2 separate regions of the Mus musculus genome follow, and region 2 is linked to region 1. Evidence: chromatin contacts called from public capture Hi-C data. All regions are on one chromosome and are shown on one strand. Each heading gives the region's core, a stretch centred on a gene start, on an enhancer-like site or on the middle of the called end of the contact. The rest is flanking DNA. Distances are from core to core; before and after follow the strand shown.

What was found. Capture Hi-C pulls out chosen DNA fragments and counts their contacts.
Region 2: a capture Hi-C map of embryonic stem cells shows a contact between it and region 1, with 2.4 times the contacts expected there. The contact joins two enhancer-like sites. A contact is called at or near these places in 2 of 115 datasets of contacts at active chromatin or transcription factors (both in embryonic stem cells) and 1 of 9 other capture datasets (embryonic stem cells).

Annotation. Positions count from the first base shown.
Region 1 is chr5:134,003,198-134,009,865 of GRCm38.p6, forward strand. No RefSeq gene overlaps it. Among named protein-coding and RNA genes, the nearest start is that of Gm40340, 44 kb to the right of the region's middle. Within about 2 kb of position 3,659, at least 73 of the 459 cell types and tissues checked have an H3K27ac peak or open chromatin away from gene starts, as enhancers often do. A contact at or near this core is called in embryonic stem cells, where this site is marked.
Region 2 is chr5:133,739,686-133,746,429 of GRCm38.p6, forward strand. No RefSeq gene overlaps it. Among named protein-coding and RNA genes, the nearest start is that of Gm36667, 140 kb to the left of the region's middle. Within about 2 kb of position 4,151, at least 2 of the 459 cell types and tissues checked have an H3K27ac peak or open chromatin away from gene starts, as enhancers often do. A contact at or near this core is called in embryonic stem cells, where this site is marked.

The DNA.
Region 1 (6,668 bases), core at 2,409-4,908:
GGAAACAGGAGTAGAGGACTATGAGAACCTGGAGAGCTGAGTTCAAATCCCCAATACCTACATCAAAATCAAGATAATGGCTGCAAATGCTTGTAACCCAACAGTGAGGTGAAGACAGGTTCACTGGCCACCCCACCTACCTAAAATGATGTACTTCTGTTTCAGTGGCAAATCCTGCCTCAAGGTAGTGAGCAATAGAGGAAGACACACAAAGTCTTGCTCTGGTCTCAACGTGAACACCACACAGTAATGTGTATATGCACCACACACATACGTACACGCACATGCACACACAAATATGAGGGGACTGGAAAGGTCTCTGGTTAAGATCACTTGTTGCTCTTCCAGAGGACTCAGGTTCAATTCCCAGGACCCACAGGGTTGCTCACAACTGCCTGTTACTCCACTTTGAGAGACTCCAATGCCCTCTTCTGGCTCCTTCAGATACCAGGTACACAAGTGGTGCACAGACCTACATACAGACGAAATGACCTTACACACTTTGTGTGGTGTGTGTATGTGTGTGTGTGTGTGTGTGTGTGTGTGTGTGTGTGTGTGTTGGAGACAGAGGTGGGACACTAGGTTTCTACTCCATCACTCTCCAAGTTATTCCCTTGAGACAGAGCCTCTTGTTGAACCTGAAGCTAGGCTGGCAGCCAACAAGTCCCAATGATTTTTCTGTCTCCACAACTGAACCTAACCCCATTATGCTGGTATTGCAAGCACATATGTGGCTATACCTACCTTTCTACATAGGTGCTGAGCGTTAGAACTCAGATCTTCATGTTTGCACAACAAATGGAGCCACCTCTCCAGCTCCTGTTTTATATTTATATTGCATTTAGTCATTCAGCTGTGTGTTTGTGTGCATATGTGTGCTATAAGGTAGGGAGCACGTGTTCAAACACATAAACCATTAAGGGACAATTTTCACATTCAAAGCACAATGAGGAAACTGAGGGTAGCAAGTAGAGGCTACCCTGGGCTTCATGGGAGCTTGAGAAGAACGAAGGTATCAGCAGTCATCCCATCTTATTCTTGAAAAGGATGCTTCTACTCTACAGGTCAGCAACTCTAGCACCTGTCTTCTCTCCCAGCTCTTGTGTATAGCTGTGTAGAAAATAGGTCAAACACCATGTTAGGAACTAGGCATGCAGCTTCAGAGCTGGGGGACCTATCATAGTTGACTTAATTTGGCTAAGCCTCAATTTTCTCCAGCTGTAAAACTTGGAGCACAAATCAAGTAGTCTCCAAGGTCCTTCTTAACTAGGTGTCTTTGTTACTATGAGTTTCTAGACACTGGCCTTAATTATTGTTCATTTTACTTTAGCCACGAATCATATCCTGTCCTTTTCCCCTGCTATAATGACATTTCCTCAGAGTAGGAACTGCTTTCACTTTCTTTCCTTCCAGGAAGGAGCAAGTGAGGCTCATAGAACTCAGGAAGTAAACAACACACAAGTCTCAATAATAAGTTCCTGAAGCTAACAAGATAACATGGCCCCTCCTAAAGCTGTTAGGGGAGGGTCTATGAGGGCTACCACTTTGTCTCACTTCTGCTCCATTCTCTCTACTTTCTGAGCTGCAGATGTGAGAGTAGCTTCCTAAACCAATGTGTTTACCTCAGGTACTTATCACTGCAGTATTGCAGTGTCCAAGTCTGTGTTCCTTTCTTCTAATGTATGAATAGAACAACATGTCTGAGGGGTATGGTTCAATGGTAAGGCACTTAACCTAAAATTCACTTATGGCCATCTGGGAATGTGGTTAAGTGGCAGAACTCCTAACTAGAATCCCGCAGTGAGGGGCTGGGGGCGTGGCTTAGCAACAGAACTCTTATCTAACATGTACAAGGTCCTAGGTTCCATCCCCAGCACTAGAACAAAAAAAGAAAAAGAAAGTAAGAAAAATGATGTAAAGGGACATAGATAGGTGTGCCCTCTTTAGAAAATGCTGTCAGCCTTAATTGTGTTTTCTTTAAAGACCCTTTAAGGAGTTGGCCCATAATGGCTGCCATATTGCCTGGGTGACCTGAACTGAGATCCTAACATAACCCCATCTAGCTGGAAGACAGAATGAGCCACTAAATCCTTTTAATTCAAAGGAGGATGTGATAGAGATAAATTGCTAAAGAAGGATGAATATGGATCCGAGGGAATTGAGAAGCACAGATTTGACAGATGTATGGAGATGTGATGTGGGGAAGGAGTTTTGGCTAGCTCTTGGTACTGCAATGGATGCCGTCGAGAGGGTCAGCACTGAAAGACACCAAGGCAGACATTTGAAATTCCCTGTCTGGGCTTATGCCTGTTGTTGAGACATGTCATTATGTAGGCCATGGTGGCCTAGAATGGTGAACATCCTCCTGCCTCCGCTTCCCAACCTACAGGGATTATAAGGCATGTAGCACCACAAACAGGGAGTCCTGTTGTTTGTCATTATTATTATTGTTTTCTTTTCATGTGTATGTGGGGTGTGCATGCATGTTCATATATATGTGTAAGCTTGTGTGTGTGTGTGTGTGTGTGTGTGTGTGTGTGTGTGGCCCAAGACTGATATGTGAAATATTCCCCAATCCTTTCTCTTATTCTTCTTGAGGCCTAATCTCTCAGCTAAACCCAGAGCTCACTGATAGAGCTGGTTTCCTCTCTAGCCAGTTTGCTCCCTGGCTCCTCCATCTCTAAATTCAGAGGCTGGGTTTACAGGCAAGCCGCCACACCCACCTGCCACACCCACCTGTCATTCCATGGGTCCTTAGGATCCAACCTCTGGTCCTCCAGCTTGCACGACAAGCATTGTAACCACTGTGCCATCACCCCAACCCCCATCACTAATTTTTTTTTTTAATTTGTAAAATGTACTTAGTTATCTATGAGTCAGGGTCTCAGAAACTCCAGACTGGCCTTGAACTGCGGGAGTAGTGGAGGATGACCTTGAACTTCTGAACCTCCTACTGCCACCTCCCAAGTGCTCTGTTTGTGCTGTGCTGGAGATGAAACCTAGGGCTTCCAGCGTAGTCAACAAACCCTGTACCAAATAAGCAAGATCCTTAATGCCATTGTTTCCTGAGGTAGGGCATGGGGGGAGGGGAGGGTGCTGACTCTCAGGACCGAAACTCATTGACAGAGCACTTACCTAACACACAGGAGGTCCTGGGTTCAATTCTCAACAAAGGGAAAGGTTCAATTTCCTCACCACCACCACCCCCAAATCCAAAATTTATTTATCTATCTAATCAATTAGGCATTGGTTCAACAACTATTTCTAAGGCATCTGACACTTGTCGGGTATTCTGAAAAACCAACACAAACGAAGAAGAAATGTTCCTGGCCTTCACGGGTAGAGGAGCCACGATTTAAATTAGTGGCCCAAAGTGGTTACTAAAAAGAAACTGCAGGGCAATCTCACACAGTCAGCACGGGGCTCCCAGCTGCATTCATCTCTAGAAAACCACCCCCCAACGGAGTGCCAGAGTGGCTCCAAACCCCACCCCTGGGCTAACTGAGCCCCTGGCTGTCCCTAAGAAAGGGCACCCTGCAGTTTGCTTTCTCCTGCCTCCGCTTGCCCCTTGCTCCTCTGGCCTGGCCTCCGGGAGTTAAGATCCCCCCCCTGCCTCCAGCTCCTGCTTCCCTACCACTCAGGGGTTAATGCTTTTGAAAGCTCCCTGCAGGGTTCGGAGTGCAGCTGTTGCTGCCATTTGGACATTTTCTTTCTCCAAAAGCCTCAGCTGCCTTTTGGAAACAACCACAGTGCCATCTACTGGTCAAAGCTGCGTATTGTACCGCGATGCCTTAAGCTTTCTGAAGGCTATCTGGAGGCAGTTGTTGGCTGCCTGAGGTGTGACCTCACTACCTACATGTGCAGTAGGAGTTGTGGAGCGAGGTCCTAATTCCCACGTGGGATTTCTAGGATCCCTGAGCAGGTAATCAAGAACCTGGACTCTGAGAGGAAAAAGGAATGAACTGCTTGGGGCCTAGGATGTGAGGCCTCACCCTCTGATAAGGATCCAAAGGGCTGACATGAAAGATCCTGCCTGGGCTGCGGTGGATCTCTAGGCCGAAGTGGAGGTCTAGACTGGGTGGAGCACTAGGCTGGGGGTGGGGCTCTAGGCTAAGGGCGGAGTTCTGGAATGGGTGGGAGGAGCTCTCTGAATTGGGAGTGGAGCACAAGGCTGGGGGTTTAGCTCTGGGATTGGGTGGAGCTCTGAGGTAGAGGTGGAGCTCTGGGATTGGGTGGAGCTCTGGGATTGGGTGGAGCTCTGGGATTGGGTTTAGCTCTGGGATTGGGTGGAGCTCTGGGATTGGGTGGAGCTCTGAGGTAGAGGTTGAACTCTGGATGGGTGGAGCTCTGGACAGAGGTGGAACTCTGAATAAAGGGTGGAGCACTGGGCTGCAAATGGAGCTCTGAGTGGGAGCTCTGAACTGGGGGTAGAGCACTAGGCTGGAGGTGGGCTCTGAACTGGGGGTGGAGCTCTGTGCTGGGCTTGTGACTTTGGGCTGAGATGGAGCTTAGTGGGTTAGAGTCTTTGACTCAAAGGCCTGTGAGCCCATCCTCACACTGCAAAATTGAAAGAAAGAAAGAAAGAAAGAAAGAAAGAAAGAAAGAAAGAAAGAAAGAAAGAAAGGAAGGAAGGAAGGAAGGAAGGAAGGAAGGAAGAAAGAAAGAAAGAAAGAAAGAAAGAAAGAAAGAAAGAAAGAAAGAGAGAGAGAAAGAGAGAAAGAAAGAAGAAAGAAAGAAGGGAGGGAGGGAGGGAGGGAGGGAAGGAGAGAGAGAAAGAAAGAAAGAAAGAAAGAAAGAAAGAAAGAAAGAGAAAAGAAAAGAAAAAAGAAAAGAAAAGAAAAAGGAAAAGAAAAGAAAGAGAGAGAAATGAGCCAAGCAGACAGGGGGTCAAGCCACAGGATCACGCGGAGACACAATTTAAGTGGTCCTGACAAAAAAAAAAAGGTGAGGGTGAGACCAGGTGGCAGCTCTTCAGATGGTGATCTGTGGCCATGGCGCTGACATCCTGACTGTGGTGCGCTGAGCAAAAGGAGCTACTAAGAAGGCCTCTGAGACTCTCAGACAGAGGCACCACAAGGTTCAACCTCTTACTAAAGGAATGAGGACCGCTGCAGAAAGAGCAGGTTTAGAGATGAAGAGTTAGAAAGTTAGTTGAGTTGAGGTGTTGAGGTGTTAAACTGCAATAGAGGAGCTAGGGAGACAACAACAAAAGAAGAAGAAGAAGAAAGAAAATTGGGCTTTAGGAATGCGCATGCTTGAGAGGTAGGGATGGATGCAACCCCAGGGCCCATTGACCAGCCAGCCAAGCCTACTTGGAGGTTTCCAAGCCAATAAGAGACCTGTCTCAAAAAACAAGGTAGATTAGCACCTGAGTTTGGCCTCTGGCCTCCACATGCACAGAGGCACACTTGTGAGCATGTGCATACATGCATGTACACACACACACACAAATCTGCAACCACTGGCACCTTAACTCTTCTGTGCCTATGGGATTAGACCACCACCACCCCATTCAGACCTAGACAAGGAATACACAGGTCCAAAACTTCTCAGAGAGAGGATTGCAACAGCTGAGTGAACCAGCTACCCCTGCAAGGGCTACAGTTCTAATGGGGATGCTGTGAGACCTCAGCAGACTCAAGGGTAGCAGGAGAGGAAGCTGGGAGAGTGTTTGCATGACTCTTCCTGAGGAGAAGTGCAGGGGAGGAGCTGATGGGAGCAGGGATGGCCTAAGGAAAACTACATCACCAGTGTAGCTACAACACCCAGCAATGCTAGGACTACAGTAGTAATACTAGAGGCTGAGGGAATTTGGGACTATAGCTGGACAGAAGGACTAAGTTCTGGGGTTCAAGGCCTCAGAGACACGACTGTAATAAGCCATGATGGACTTTAAAAAGAGCAAGAAGATAGGAGTTCAAAGGCTCCGGTAATACAGACCAGGAAGTGAGGCATGATGGTGCACACTTATAATCCCAGTCCTTGAGGGGCTGTGGCAGGAGCATCAGGAGTTCAAGGCCAGCCTGAGCTACATGGCAAGTATGAGGCCAACCTGGGCTATATGAGATCCTGGGGGATGGGGGGTGGGGAAAGGGCAGAATAGCAAATTTTCAAAAGAGGGAGATGGAAGAGTGAAGGAAAGAGAAGAAAGAGACAGTAAAAGAAAGGGAGGGGGCTAGGTGCATTGGAAGCCTGGGACAGAAGGACCGTGAGTTTGAGGCTAGCCTGTGCTTCACAGGGAGACCCTGTCTCATAACCAAGGGGACTGTTGGGGTGGCTCAGTGAGCAAAGCACTCACCCGCCATAAAACCATGAGAACTGGAGTTTGGACCCCCCAGCTCCCTTGTGAATATCAGATGGGTGTAGCATATTCTCGGTGCAGAAGAGGTGGAGATAGGATGCCTGGGGCAAAGTGGCTAACTAAACTAGCTAAATCTGTGAGCTTTAGATCCAAGTGGGAAAGCTTGCCTTAATAGACCAAGTGGAGTACAATTGAGAAAAACCTAATGTCAACCTCGGGCACATGTGCACATGTGCACACACACACACACACACACACATACATACATGGGTGGGAGCAGTAAGGAGAGAGACAGAGAAAGAGGGAGGGGAGAAAGCTGGGTGTATGAGTTCAAATAAAACACTATACTCTGCTAATAAATCCAATC
Region 2 (6,744 bases), core at 2,901-5,400, 260 kb before region 1:
GTAGCCAGGTTGGACTTCCAGTGGAGGGCAGAGGACACCAGCCCACCCACAAAGCCTTCAACCCCAAATTTGTCCTTCCTACAAGATATGCAAGGTTACATATGGAGCAGAGACTAAGGGAATGGTCAACAAATGACTGCCCCAAATTGAGACCCAATCCATGTGAGAGAGCTAACCCCTGACACTATTAATGCTTGCAGACAGGAGCCTAGCATAATTGTCTCCCAAGAGGCTTCATCCAGCAGCTGATGGAAACAGATGCAGAGACCTACAGCTAAACATCAGATGAAGCTCAGGGAGTCTTGTGAAAGACTGGTGAATAGAATTGAGGGAGCTGGAGGGGTCAAGGACAGCAAAAGACCTACAGAGTTAACTAACCTGGGCTCATGGTGGCCTACAGAGATCAAACTCCCAGTCAAAGAGCATTCAGAAGCTGTACCTAGGACCCCATTTGTAGCAGATGTGCAGCTTGGTCTTCATATGAGTCCCCTAACAATTGGAACAGAGGTTGTATCTGACTGTTACCTGCCATTGGATCCTGTTCCCATAACTGGACTGCCTGGTTGACCCTCAATGGGAGAGGATGCACTTAGTCCTGCTTCCACTGGATGTACCAGGGCAGGGTGGTACCCAAGAGAGGCTTTCCCTTCTCTGAGGAGATGGTGAGGAGGGAAACGGGGAGAAGGATTTGTAAGAATGGGACTGAGAAGAGAGGAAGGATGGGGCAGCAATCAGGATATAAAGTGAATGAAATAAAATAGTGAAAAGAAAAAGAAAAATCCTGTTTAAGGTCTACTTTTATACTTAAAAATAAAATTAAATCCTTTTCTACCTTAAAAAAAATACAATTAAGGTGAGGAGTGAAACAGAAAGGTAAGTGAAAGCAACTTGTACCTCCATACACAAATGCACGGGTGCACACACCCACCTGCACACATGATTACAGAGAGAGAGAGGGAGGGGGAGGGGGTGGGGGAGGGGAGAGAGAGAGAGAGAGAGAGAGAGAAAGAGAGAGAGAGAGAGAGAGAGAGAGAGAGAGAGAGAGAGAGAGAGAGAGAGGACCTGCACTAGTGAATTAACCACTGCCATTTTTTTGTCCTGAGCCTGAAGCCAAGGCAGAAGCAAACCCTACTGGGAAAGGGACATATTTCTTGGAAGGCTCTCTTCAGTCCATCACTGACATTGGCTCTTCATCCGGTGGTAAAGTTAAAAAATGTAGTGGCAGCAGAAGGGTGTTCAGGATGCATTAAACATTGAATGTCTCCCAGGGAGGTTCCCGAGCATTGAACACACCATGCTCTCCCCCAACGATTAGTTCTTAAATCATTCTGAGCACTTCTGTTCAGAAGGGCCTTCTGGAGCTTTTCTAAGGAGAATACTTATTGAGAAGCTAGTCTGGGCTTCTCTCTACCCATGATGGGATTATCAATAATGTCTGGGTGGAAGGAAGGAGGGGTGAGGGAGACATCAATTGGATCTCACACAAGACATTGCTAAAGGAACCAGACAAAATGACAGGAACTTAGAAGAATAGTATGTGAAGGATCTTAGCCTCAGGAATAAGAGAAAATGAACTGAGACCAGTAGCACAGGCCCATGATCCCAGTTTTGTTGGAGACAGGAACAAGAAGATCACAAGTTCAAGAACATCCTGGGCTACATAGTACAGCGTTCTATGCTAACCTTGGCAACTTAGTGGGTTGCTATTTAAAATGGGGGACAGGTATAGCCCAATAGTAGAGCTTTCCTAAAATTCCCCTAGGAGGATACATAAGTAACAGAGCCCCTGCCTAGAATCCCCCAGTGAGGGGCTGGGGGCATGACTCAGTGATAGAGCCCCTGCCTAGAATCCCCCAGTGAGGGGCTGAGGATGTGGCTCAGTGGTAGAGCCCCTGCCTAAAATTCCCCAGTGAGGGGCTGGGGTTGTGGTTCAGTGGTAGAACATTTTTCCAGAATGTGATACTTGGATCACTATGGTGTCCCATCTTCTGTAAATCATATTGTAAGACTAGAAGTCAAGAAGTAGCATTCTTGCTTAAGAAAGAACAAATTAAGGTTCAAAAGAATAATAAATACAATTGATGGCATGCTCAGTATCAGTCAGCACATGGAATGCAGCTACATAGGCTGTAGTTTAACTCTTGCAAGATCTCTGGAAGGTGAATATTGCTATCCCCATTTCACAGATAAGGAAGAAAAGAGAAAAAAACATAAATTTTTAAAACGAAAATAATGATGGGATCCATCCCATAAACAACCACCAAACCCAGACACTATTGAATATACCAACAAGATTTTGCTGGAAGGATCCTGATATAGCTGTCTCCTGTGAGGTTATGCTAGTGCCTGGCAAATACAGAAGTGGATGCTCACAGTCTATTGGATGGAACACGGGGTCCCCAATGAAGGAGCTAGAGAAAGTGCCCAAGGAGCTGAAGGGGTCTGCAGCCCTATAGGAGGAACAACAATATGAACTAACCGGTACCCCCAGAGCTCATGTCTCTAGCTGCATATGTAGTTGGCTATCATTGGGAGGAGAAGCCCTTGCTCTTGTGAAGATTCTATGTCCAAGTATAGGGGAATGCCAGGGCCAGGAAGCGGGAGTGGGTGGGTTGGGGAGCAGGGGGGAGGGTAATAAAGGGATTTTCAGAGAGGAAACTAGGAAAGGGGATAGCATTTGAAATGTAAATGAAGAAAACATCTAATAAAAAAGAAAATAATGAAATTAATCCACTGTTCCAAAAATTCTAAAATATGTCTTATTTAATCCAAATTTATATAAAGAACTTTAGTCCTTGGGGTAGAGGATCTTAAAGGGTCTGTGAGATATTTCCCTTGTGAGGCCACCATTGGGGCTTATTCTATTTCATGTGTATCAAGTCTGGCTACCTACAAAGCCCATTGTAGCTTCTTTTCCAAGGGTTACCTCCTAAATACCTTAGTGGACATAAGCAACTACACAGAATCTCAACCCCTATTGAAACCATGGTTTGTATTTGTTTCAGGATCCCCAGCTTGTATTCAGCTGGCTCTACTGATTTAGGACTGAGGTGAAGCCAAACACCACAGCATTAGGAGTGTGGACCAGAGAAGGATGCTCACCTCATGTGGACCAGGAAGCAGAGAGATACAGATTGGCTGGGGGAGGGGGAACAAATATCCCCTTCATGAGCAAGTTCTCATCAACTAGCTCCTCCTAACTATGTCCCACCTAGTAAGGTTTCCATACACTTCCACAATATTTCCTTAAACTCTGAACCCATCAATTAATGAAACCATTTGTGATGTCAGAGTCCTCATGATCAAATCACTTCTCAAAGGCCCCACCTCTCTCAGCACTGAGCATTGAGGTCTAGGTTCCTCATAACATCAAGCCAACCAGTTTCTAATATCTCTTCACCCTCCTCCATATGCCTGGTTATTTCATTGATCTTCTGCTCCTTTCCTCTAACCCTTCCACACACAACAGCTACAGAATGGGATATAACATCCCCAGTGAAGTTTCTCTTGGGCAGTAAGGGCAAGGATCATGGTGGCAAATGAGTTAAACATATAGCCTATGACTAAGAGGGATGTTGGTGATCACCTAGGGGACTGCAGAGCTCACTCCCTGGCACTAACAAAGAACTAAACCTCTGGGAAAGACAGAGTTCCATAGAGAATGCAGAAATAAACGCTTTTACCTCTTGGGAAAAGAAGGACCCTAAAGCTGAGAGTGTGTCCTTATTTCGCATTTTTATAGGGTCCTCATATCCTCTCCTTTCCCCAATGGGTCCTGTTTAGATACCCACCCCGGTGTCTTCTTCCTTGCAATATCTTCCTGGACCAAGAAGCCACCATCTCAGGGAATGTCTTAGTAGGCTCTCATTGATGTGAAGAGACATGATGATGACCAAGGCAATTATTATAAAGAACAACATTTAATTGGTGCTTGCTTACAAGTTTAGAGGTTCACTCCATTATCACTATGGCAAGAAGCATGGCAGCATCCAGGCAGGCATGACCCTAGAGGAGCTGAGAGCTCTACCTCTTGTTTTGAAGGTGAGGGATCCTAAGGACTTTTTCCAGTCCCACTCCCTCCTTACAGCTTCCCTCTCCCATCTGGGGTGAAGGGTAGGCCAAGTTCCATTCTCCACCCACAGGAACATTCTTGAGTAAAAAAGTCTCAGAACGTACTGACTGATAGTCACCTGACCCTCTGGAAAGTCCCCAGGTAGAGTTCAAATGTGTGTCACGCTTGCTAGCCAATAGAGTTAAAGGTCAATAAGTTTAGCCAATAAGTTTGAACTGTAACCTTGCTGATGTAACCTGTGCCCCTAAAAAAGTATAAAAACTGCTTATAATAGCCATTCGGGGTCGCCTTGTCATCATTCACCTCGAGGGACTGATTGAGAGTTGACCCCGACGTGCCAGAAAATAAACCTCTTGCTTTTGCATCGATCTGTGTCTCACTCAGAGTATCTCAAAGGAAGTAGCACTACTGAGGGTCAGGGTCTCACAAAGGCAGATAGGAGGAAGGTTTCAAAGTCCAGCCCCACAGTGGCACACTTCCTACAACAAGGCCACACTTACTTTAATAAGGCCACACCTCCTGATAGTGCCACTCCCTGGGCCAAACATATTCAAGCCACCACAGGGAGCCTGCGTTTGTTTTCTTTGTCTTTTCTTGCATCTAGGAAAGGTACATCACAATGCAAAGCACCTGCGCCTGCTGGTTCTGTGTGTCAAGTTGACTCCAGCTAGAGTCATCAGATGGAAAGGAGCCTCTGTGGTTAGAAATATTTAAATCCTGGCATGGGTTTCCTTCCTGCCTTTGACCATTTGTATTCCGGAATGAAAGACACATACACAGCCTTTATATTTTAATATGCCTTAAGCAGCTCAATAGCTGGACAACTGCCTAACCTCCATCCTGTTAGAATCCATTCTCCCATCAATAACTCCCAGTTACTACTTACAAATTTCTATGTTCCATCTTGGCTGCTCTTGACCCAACTGAGCAGCCCTCTGGGCCATATTCTCTTGGCCCTTTCACATGGTAGCTCGCCTTCCTTCTGCACGTTCTTCTTCTTCCATGGCAACTTTGTTCCTCCTGCTCCTTTCTCATGGTCTCTACCTGGGGAAACCTAAACCCTGCCTATCTTCTCCCCAGCTCTTGGCTGCTGGCATCTTTATTTACCAATCAGAATTAATTAAAGACTACATGCTCTAAATCTTGGAGGCCAGCACTTAGCATTAGAATACAAGCAGTGTTAGGCCAACCCACTACAAGCCTCCATTGAGAAAATGCCACCATGAGATCCAGACATCGGGCATTTTCTTAATTAGTGATCAAAGTTGGGGGGGGGGTCCAGCCCATTATGGGTGGAGCCATCCCTGGACTGGTGGTACTGGGTTCTATAAGAAAGCGGGCTGAACAACCCAGGGGAAGCAAGCCAGTAAGCAGAACCCCTCCATGGCCTCTGCATCAGCAGGTCCAGCCTTGCCTGAATGCCTGCCCTGACTTCCTCCAATGATAAGCTATAATCTAGAAATGTATGTCAATTAAACTCTTTCCCCCTCAACTTCCTTTTTGGTCATGGAGTTTCATCACAGCAATAGAAACCCTAATTGAGAAGCATTCCCTCCCCCCAATAAAAGAAACTAAATATGCAAAGGCTTGTAGACGATTGGCAGCACAGAAAATCTCAAAGGTTTTTTCTTGTGTTTGTTTGTTCCTTTGCCTTCTAACAGTTTTCATTTGGCTCTTGTGGGCATCAGAAGCCTGGGTGCATGAGACCAGTCATCTATCCCCTTCTTCTGGTTGTATCTGGTCTCTCTGACCTCCTTCTCCATGAAATCTTCAATCCCAGGAATTTCCTGATAAGGTGCTTGTGTTTCACCTGTCGGCATTTTACCTCTGAAAGCTCCCACTTGGTCAGAGTGCCCATGGCAGCCTGCTCAAGCCCAGGAACCTCGTATCTGGGCCAACCCTTGTTCTTCTGTAATGCCGTGGATGGAATCAAGTATATATGAGGCAAGGGCTCTCTCTACCGCTGAGCCATACTCATAGCCCCTCAGTGTAGGGTTCTAGGCAAGCATTCTACCATAACCTCATCCCTGTCCTCCTCACTATGGACCAAGAGAGCTATACAGCCCCAGTCACCCACTGGAGGACTCTAACTAAGTGCTCTATCATAGCCTCATAGGTAAGAGAGCTACACTTCCCCAGTCTCTCACTGGGGGGGGGGGGTGTTCTGGTAAGTTCTCTACTGCTGAGCCACACCCCCAGCCAGACCTTCATGAGAATACAGTAAATATCAAACCATGCCAAAATATCTGGGGCCTCAGTTTACTCACTAGTTGTAAAAGATAAACTTCATTCATCCCATATATTTCACAATCACTCCAAATCTAGACGATACCACAGAAATGAAGAAGCAATTCCTATTAATTCATTTAGTTCTGGATAAGCGGTCCAACAGAGGTTCATTCTGGGGTGAAGCACCCCCACCCCCCCAGGGAGGGATGTTTTCTGAATTCTCCTTGCCTTTGCTAACCTCATCCAAACAACTTCTCTTGCTTATGTGAGAGAAAACCCAATGTTTCATTTAGCAAATTAACCTCAGACAATTGAAATGATTCCTTCCTAGCCGTGGGGAGGCTGCCTGGGTTATGCCCAAGTACTGTTCGGCTGGGGAGGCCAAGAGTCAATCTGTCTGAAAAGCAATCTGGATTTATCTAAAAAAAGAGATTTATCCCTCA